2 separate regions of the Mus musculus genome follow, and region 1 is linked to region 2. Evidence: chromatin contacts called from public HiChIP or PLAC-seq data. All regions are on one chromosome and are shown on one strand. Each heading gives the region's core, a stretch centred on a gene start, on an enhancer-like site or on the middle of the called end of the contact. The rest is flanking DNA. Distances are from core to core; before and after follow the strand shown. Region 1 overlaps Gm36743 (a long non-coding RNA gene). Region 2 overlaps Bbs9 (Bardet-Biedl syndrome 9 (human)).

The links. HiChIP or PLAC-seq counts read pairs in DNA pulled down with a chosen protein or histone mark.
Region 1: a contact with region 2 is called in an H3K4me3 HiChIP or PLAC-seq map of embryonic basal ganglia, with 2.9 times the contacts expected there. The contact joins two enhancer-like sites. A contact is called at or near these places in 1 of 484 Hi-C or Micro-C datasets (nephron progenitors), 4 of 115 datasets of contacts at active chromatin or transcription factors (embryonic basal ganglia and embryonic stem cells) and 1 of 9 other capture datasets (embryonic stem cells).

The regions. Positions count from the first base shown.
Region 1 is chr9:23,009,458-23,014,019 of GRCm38.p6, forward strand. All of the region lies in intron 1 of Gm36743 (a long non-coding RNA gene), which reads left to right. Among named protein-coding and RNA genes, the nearest start is that of Gm36743, 15 kb to the left of the region's middle. RefSeq lists an enhancer at 1,421-3,298. Within about 2 kb of position 2,339, at least 34 of the 459 cell types and tissues checked have an H3K27ac peak or open chromatin away from gene starts, as enhancers often do. A contact at or near this core is called in embryonic basal ganglia, where this site is marked.
Region 2 is chr9:22,732,679-22,737,027 of GRCm38.p6, forward strand. The region is part of intron 19 of Bbs9 (Bardet-Biedl syndrome 9 (human)); the gene reads left to right. Among named protein-coding and RNA genes, the nearest start is that of Gm39309, 70 kb to the right of the region's middle. Within about 2 kb of position 2,778, at least 13 of the 459 cell types and tissues checked have an H3K27ac peak or open chromatin away from gene starts, as enhancers often do. A contact at or near this core is called in embryonic basal ganglia, where this site is marked.

The sequences.
Region 1 (4,562 bases), core at 1,089-3,588, 280 kb after region 2:
TTGAGAAGCAAGCAGGGCAGTTGATCTGGAGGTATTTCCTCGAGGGCAGACCCCAGCTTCCCGGATTTTCTTCTCTTGGAGTGTGGGTCCTGAGGTCTCCCTGCGGGAGGAGCTGGGAGGAAGGAGGAGCAGGTGGCAGCCAGGGCAACGGGCCAGGGAAAGGTGTGGGGAAGAGCAGCCTGCAGCTGTCTGGAGCCGCTGGAGTCGCACGCACACATTCGCATTAGTGGTCAGCACCGGGTGGTTTTCGCAGCAAGTCTGCGAAGGGGGTGGAGGGATGAGGGGGGGATCATCGATCGCTGCAAGCAGAGAGAGTCCGCAGGATGTGAGAGGCCTGGTGCTGTGGCTTCCGCTCTCACACATCATCAAGCCTCGTTCGAGATGGTTTGAATTAATGACACTTCTTCAGACAGACAGAGTAGGTAAATGGAAATGCTAGACCGGGGCTTTTCACTTTCCTTGCTCAACACTTCCCATTACCTTGGGTGCTGGAAATTCTCCACCCTAGCCTGCCTCCAGGCAAGTCCCAAAGCATTACAGTTATGACCATTGTGTAACAGTTGGTCCTACAGGGGCTGGAGTAAAGGCACGCTGAAACGTCAAAATCTCCTTTGAACCCCTGTAGCCCTTGGCTGCCTGCTGAACTCCCGCCCTTCAAACAGCTCGCCCTAGCTCCGTGCAGACTTAACCCAAGTGAAGGACGAAGCCCTGGATCATTGATTCTATAGGGCGGCCCGCACCTAAGCACTGTCTTAGCTGGGACAAAAGTCCTGCAGAGCTCACCTTCAGCTGGAGGCTGAAGCCTGCAAAGGTGTCATTAGCTTAGCCCAGGATTTGGCTTCCAGGACACAGCCAGCTTTCTGTCTGTCCAGCTGTCCCAGGCCCTGCCTTCTCCTCTGTCTGGCCCTGAGAAACGGCCCCAGGACCCTGATCCTTTTGCTTTTTCTGTGTACAGAGGAGCAGGAGACAGTAGGATCTGAAGTCATGTGTCCAGACCCCAACCCAGGCTTCCTGTCCATCCTAGCTAGTGGCCTTGAGGAGTTTACCTCACTAGCCTGTGCTTTAGTTGTCACTCTGTGCAGAAAGGTTACTAATAAAGTATATTAGTAAATTAGTAATATAGCAAAGTAGCAAAGTCATAAAATATATTAAAAATAGAAAAGTAAACTTTCAAGGTGATGTTTGGATTAGCCAGAATTCTGCACGTATTATCGATTGGATGGATATGATCAATATACATTGTATAAGTGGATGGGACAAAAAAATATTTTAGAAAAGAATTCTGTACATTCTTTATTTGCTATTTATCCGTGTCTTGTCACATTACTTTCCAATTTAGGTGACTGAAATGTGTTTAGTGGATTTTTTCTATGCTAGTAGATGGTTGTCTTTGAAGAGGTTGCTGGTTTGTCTTCAGCACCCAGAGTTGGAGCAGTGTGAACTGCTAAGCCTGGCTCCCCAGGACCCTCCCGTTCTCACACCAATTAAGCCTTTGGCTGACTTTCCTGGGGCAAGGCTATAAACTCCCTTTAAAGATTGAAAGATTTTTTATTCTGAAATTATTATTTTCCCTCACCTTTCCAAAGGGGAGCTCTTGCTTCTCTTCTGAGCTCCTTTTGGAAGTTTTCATGCTTTAAGTGTAAATGTTCTAAGGGCAGGGAAATGGGGGTGGGGAGAGATGAGAGAGCCTCTGGGCTGGGGAGAGAGGTAAGGAGGGCTTTTTCAAATGCAAATATTTGATAAAATATGTGGCTTTGTTTATTTATGTATATCTATATGTAAGAAATGCTAACTTGGGCTGAACGGTTTAACGTGCTTAATCGGAGGCAGACGGGATGGGATGGTCACCGAATTATTTTTGTAAACCACTTCTGTTGGTGTGCAGGCTTCCTTTGCCATTGGTTCCACCCTGGAGGACCACTGGAGGTTTTGCCAGAGCGAGCTGGTGCCAGACTCTGCTTCAGTGACATATGCCTCTGCTCCCCCAACCCCTGACACACAACACAATCACTCGTTCCTCCAGCCCAGCAGACCACTTTTGTAACTAATTGGAGCAGACAGGGTGTTTCAGAGAAACCACGAGCACAGCAGAGAGTCCTGGTGGATATTCATCCCGGCCAGTCCTTTAACAAAGTGAACAATTGCCCAAATAATTATTTCCTGCTGTGGACTCCCCCTCCACCTCTCTTTTAAAAAATGCTTTGTTTGTTAAATCCTATTTTCCTTCCTACTTTCCTGTTGACTGCAGCTAAATTGAATTTGGTCCAATCCATCTCACACTGGGTCAGCAAAATGCTTTGCTGGGGGAGTTAACCCTTTCGATGCCGTCTTTTATTCCCAGAGCAAAGGAAGGGCTGCACTGATTGAGGACTGGGGATGGAGGTAGACACGGAGTATGTTCTATTAGGATCATGACCAGTTTTGATAAAAAAGAAGTTTGTGGCTCCATTCCTATTGCCAGCAAGAATTCAGATTGTATTTGCAGGTGGGTGGTGCATCCTAAGGAAGAGGGGAGGGTCACTTTTGCACAAATGCTTTCTCTAGAAATGTGGCATAGATTTGAAGTGAAGGGCATGTCAACAAAAATGTTAAAGCGAAGGCAATCACTTCGAGGTAACAGAATTAATAGAGTGGTTTGAATCAAAAGGCAGAGGAGAGGGCAACTTTGTGTCACATCTTAAAGTCATTAGGGTGGGAGGAGCATTCTCATCTGTGGTTTCTCATTGTTTGAAGACTCCGGGTGTTGTGTGGCTGAGATCAGATGACTGGGGACTGCTGAGCAGTGTGAACCATGGGATCCCTCGATGTCAAACCCAGGAAAGAGAAACAGCTGTGGGGACACCCCAGCCAACATCAACAGGCGGGATTTTTCTCGAGAGCATGTAGTGGCTCCTGTCCTCCATTGTGTGAAAACTGTCCCCATCCAGGGAGAGTTTATGGAGCTCCCTGTAAGCAGAGCTGGTGTCAGAAAGCTGCACTTGGCTGTCGCTCCCTGCTGGCCAGAACTGTGGCTTATGTTTCTGCAGGTGGAATGTCAGAGACAAAGCCTTTTCCTGTGTGATGGATGGGCTCAGATTTCCCTCCTTGGATACATGTGAGCCCATACACACATGAGTTCTACCTGCCACATGTGATCCAATATTGACAATTTCTGCCTGTACAGCTCACCCTCTGTATTTCCCACCTCAGTATCTGGGAGTTCAACCAGGTATGTGTGGTGTATAGTTAGGCCCTTGGTGGTTGGTGTTGTACTTACAGGACCCTTACAGGCCCTTGGTGGTTTCTCTGGCCACCATTAAACACTACAAAATATCATTTATTCACGTTGTGCCTGTACGGCACTAGGCACAGAACGCTGACGGAATGCACGGCTTCAGTGGAGTCCTGAAACAAGTTTTCAGCCAACCTCAAGGGTTTACATAAAAATGGTCTTGCTGGGATTTATTTTTTCTTCTTCATGTGTCATGTGTGTGGGAGTATCTTCTAGAAGTTCTATGCTTAATGTCATCTTTTGCTGAATTATATGGCCACCAATGATCTTGCTTCATTTTTACAAGACTGAGTTCTACAAGACTGAGTTTCTTAATGTGTTTACAAGTGCTTTCAGAGGATCTCCTACAGGTGCATGCATGCGTGCGTGCATGTCTGAAACCACAGCTCTCCGGCGGCAGAGGCAAAAAGATCAACAGTTTGAGGCCAGTCGGAGCCACATGAGAAGGTCCAGTCTCCAAACAAACAAACAAACAAACAAAAAACCAAAACAGGGGGGTGGTTGTAATTTAGTGGGAAGCATTTTCCTAGCTCTATAGGATCTTGGGTTTGATTCCCATGCACACGCACACCGCCATAAACCTACGCAAAAATATTACTTTTGATTTATTAAACAATTTGCTGTTCCCAAAAATTTATTATCAAACCTTTGACTTTGTCTATGGTATGTCTTCTCCTACCTAAAGCGTTTTGCTATTATGGTTTTTCAGGTGAGAACTGTTGGGTTTATCAGCATGCCTTCAGATGTTGTACTGCAGTTAAAAGGGCTTTCCCTTTCCATCCTGGCTGTATAATAGAATATTCCTCTTTATCTGTAAAATTGTGAAATGACACACATTTCTATGTCATATGGAGGGAAGAAATGTTTTGCTTTTTTATTATCTGAGGCATCATTAGATGCAGGAGACAACTTCCCAGGAATGTATACTTCCAAAACTGACCCAGAAAAGAAAGAGAATCCAAACCAATATATTCCACAGGAGATGGGAAGTTGTCAAAGAGTGATCCACCACAGAAATACCAGGCCCAAAATGTTTCAAGGGGAATTCTAACACATCACTATATTAAAAATATAAATCCATAGCTTAGAAAAAAAATCAACTCAAGCAAAATATCTAAAATTTACAAATATAATATACAATTTTAACTATTGATAGTCAAACACAAAGATTGCAAAAGAGTTATCTCTTAAATAAGTGTTAATCGTAAAATTTTAAAATAGAAAACATAATGTCCTAGGCATGTGTATTAGAATGCTCTAGAGGAGCAGAGCCAACTGAATAAATATATAT
Region 2 (4,349 bases), core at 1,528-4,027:
GCAGGTAAGAAGCTGGGCAGAGGCTGGAGGGATATGAGTCATCAGGTGAGTCTGTGCTGTTCTTATAGAGGACCTGAGTTGGGCTCTCAGTACTCAGGATGGATGGCTTTCAACTGCCTGTAACTAGCTGTAGGGGATCTGACACCCTCTTTTAGTCTCTTGAGTGTTGTGGATGGGCCTGGTACTGTTTGTACTTTGATGCTAATTCTGCTCTCCTGGGAGGGGCTGCAGACAAGGAATAAGTCACATGCTCAAGTAGTGACTTCTTGTGAACCAGTCTCCTAATGAATAAAGGAGCCAGTCACTGGGCCAGTTGGAGGGACTTCCACGTTGGATGGATGAAGAGAGGAAGCAGGAGAGAGTTAGGTCCTTTTGGACAGGGATAGTGTGAGGAAAAGATGTAGCTACGAGTGTCTCTGGCTTATGGCAAATCCGCTTACAAGATGACATATGGTTTACAAGAGTAGGATTCAATCTGTTGCGCCCTGAGCTTGAGTTACCATTGTTTCTGAACTAAGTTTGTGTGGTGCTTTTCTTCTCATGGTGACTCAGCTGGGTTCCAGAGAGAAAGGTATGGTGGCAAAGCGTGGTTTTGCTTGATGTGCATCACAAAGGCTGTGGGGGTATTGAAACATGGGGCTAGTGTGGTAGTGACCCACCAGTGGGAACCTAGCAAGCCGGGTGGAGAGATTGAGGAGTTCTGAATCAGAGTCTCCACAAGATAAAAACAGGTCAGCCATAACCTGCCAGTGCATGGCCGGCCAGGCCCCATGGAGCAGAGAATTGCTGGTACAGGAAGCTTATCAGCCATTTTTTAATATTTCCCACAGCTGTGGGCACATGTATTTATGCAAAAAATATCCCATCATAGGCAAACAAGCATATACATAATCTAAAATAAACCATTTATTTATTTATTTATTTATTTATTTATTTTAGAAAGCTGGATTCATTATACAACTGAGAAGTGGAAACAGGAGGCTTTCTGGGGCTTGCTAGCTAGCTAGTATGGCTGAGTGGATGAATACCAGGCCAGTGAGAGACCCTGCCTCAAGGAATAGGGTAGAATGAGTGAAGCAGATATTATACACTGACCTCTCTAGCCTAAACACACACACACAGACACACACACTCACTCACAACACACTGAGGCAGAATCTTTATCTGTAGACCAGGCTGGCTTTGATATTGAGATCTGCCTACCTCAGACTCCAGAGTATTGGGATTATAGGTACACAGTGCTGTTCATGGCATGTAATTTCAATTTTGATTTCCTGTTGACCTAGTAATTTTGTGGTGGCACTTGATTAAGTTCACTTTTTATGAAGAAAGATTTAAAAACTTACACTTTTCTTAAATTTTGCTTAATGTGCAAGCTGATGAGAACACATGGACTTTAAATTTCATGTAGGTAAATCCATCAGGAAAATGACAATTATGCCAAGGAGCTAAAATGCCAAAAGGATTGTACTCCTCTCTTGACATTGCATTTCTCTGTTTGTGAGTTTCATTTTCTGAGCCCAGCTTGTACATAGGAGACCTGTCTGAGGAAGCTCTGAGCCACCATGAACCTGTGGCTAATTGGGAGAGAACTCCTCTGCATGACATCAAGGTAAAAAATGAAACCAACCAAACAACAACAGGAACCAAAACAAAACTGGTGCATTGTAGGTCTTCCTGGTGTGGAGGGCATGGTATCCTCAGAGCTGAATAGACTAAGATAAGCACCATGTGTTTAGTAGGAATGACTCTGGTATACAATGGACTTAGCTCTGCTTTATCACTAGATGTCTTTTCTTAAGATTTGAAGGGACTTAGCACTAATGAAGAAGAGCAAATTGGAGCAGCACTTAACGGGGCAGTCCATCATAGTTTTGATCTCAAAATGATCACCAAGAGGAAAGAGCCATGGGAATGCACTCTAGTCCGTTAAACATTTAGGTTATATTATTTTTCTTAAGTTACTTCAGAAATTACCCTTTGGCAGTGTGATTGCTGTGCAATGTGATTACATATACCTTTTGTGAATAAGCCTAAAAGCTTCCTTAGAAGACCAGCCAGTGCCATTCACTCCAGGTGTTCATTTTTTGACTGCTAAACTCAAGTGTTAAGCCATGAGTATAGTGTTTTATCTCCTTGCTTTAGTGTTGTCCCAGAAATAATTTAATAGAGAAGATCAGATTAATCTAGTTCACTATACCATGGAAGATGATCTGAACTGAAAATGGCATCACTTATAACTAGGTCTGTGAGGGAGCTGTCATGAACATCCCCAAGCCAGGTCTCCTGATAGCATGCTTTTCTTGGTTCTAAAATACTCCTGTGCGGTATCATTTGTAGAACATTTGCGCTAAGAGTTTCCCTTGCAGGATTTTAGAGTCAAACAGCCTTTTATATGCTGGTCTCTTTCTCCCTCATTCTCTCCCAAGGCTCTGATCTGTAACAGCTGTGCATGAGTAAGGAGACGTGCATGTTCCTTGAGGCACGTTTCGTCAATCACCTAGCCGCTCCACCCAGAGTCTAGAAACAGAATCAGTTCCTCCACTGCCTCGTTAGCAGACCCTTGACTGAGAGGTAGAGATAACTCTGCCGAGTTTGCTTGTTTATTTTTCTCCAGCATAATTCATTTAATTTTGTACAAATTGCATATGTTAATTAAACAGTTGAATTTTCTAGCCTCACGGATTTTGTAGAAGAGGACACAGTAGTTACATGGAAATGCATGTGTAGTCATCAGAAAGTTCCCGTCACCTGATCACCGTCTAGTGCCTTTCCCTTGGCATATCTTGGGATCCTGTTGGCAGACTTGTCCCAGCCCTCCCACACCCTGATGTTGTGGGGAGTAGGTGATAGCTGCATTTGAATGCCTGTGTTTTTACTCTGGGCATTTGTTTTCCATCAGCGTGTAATGCGGTTCCATTGATTGGCACAGTGATGTATTATTCATGCCGCTCTAGCTTCGGCCCATTAGTGCTATCAGCCTTAGTGTTCAGTCTGAAGAGATACAATTATGTCGAGAACTCTCCGTTTCAGCTTGTGCTGTTTGCATGCCTTTCACATTTATAGAAAAGATTTCTTATAGAGCAGATCTTTTAATTTTGTTGATGCCAACTGGAATTAAATCAGTTGATATGGGGCTGATATAAGCATTATCCTTTAAGTAATTTCATACTTTATGAATAGCCAATGCACATAACTTGAAAAATTTGGCATGCACAAAATTTGGAATCATATGAGGAGGAAAATAAAATTACATGGAATTTTATCACCTTATTAATATGCTCAGCTTCTAGTCTTGTAAAAAATGTGGAGAAAGTTTATGTTATATCTATAGTTTAAATAAAAATTTTAAGTATTATAGCACATATATGTTGCCATAGTACATTTTAAAATTAGATTTTTGATGTATATATGATAATTGTTAATTTTCAAGCATCATTTATTTTCTTTTATTTATTGAGAATGTCATAAAGAGTGCTCTATTTCCATAATTTCCACATTTCTTGTCCTTTTTCTATCTTTTTTTACACTGCCCTCATACTCCTCAAATTCATGGCTTCTTATCTTTGATTATAATTGTTATACACACACACACACACACACACTCACACACTTTATAAGCAGCACCTGCTGAGTTCATTTAGTGTTGCTCACGTTTACATGAGTTCATGACTAACTATTTGGAACTGGGATAACCTATAACCTATCAGGGAGTTCATCTCTAGAGAAGACTGTTTCTCCCTCTTGCAGTAACTTTAGTTCCTGATAGCTCTTCATCAAGGAGTGGTATCTTATGAAATTTCTTCCCTCCACACTGGCATTACCGTTGGCCTTGCCATTTCTCGGGTCCTAGTCACACAGCCATAGAGTTGAGATTTCATGGGTGCAGCTTCCCTGTCATATACAGTAAATACTTTTGCCCAGCAGATATCTTGGTTCTCTGGCTCTTACTATCTTTCTGACCCATCTTCTACAATGTTCCTGGCCCTTAACTGTAGGGATTCTATTATTGACTTATTAACTGAGGTTGGACACCCATAGTCAGTTCTCTGCATTTTGACCAGTTGTAGAGTTATGTGATGGTTTCTGTCTGCAACAAAGGGTGAGAGTTACACTTATCTATAGTTATTTAGAATACAGTCAATTTATATAATGGTTTATGAAACTGGTTACTGTAGGTTTTTCTCTTGGGTCAGTGTCCTCACCAGCCGTGGGTTTACAGTCCTAGGCATGAACTCTCTCCTACTGGATGAGCCTTAACTTTAATGAGGTGGTTGTTGGTCCCCCAGGTATAAGTGCCATTATTGTGCTTTCTGGGACATTTGCCATTCAGCTTCTTGCTGTGGGTC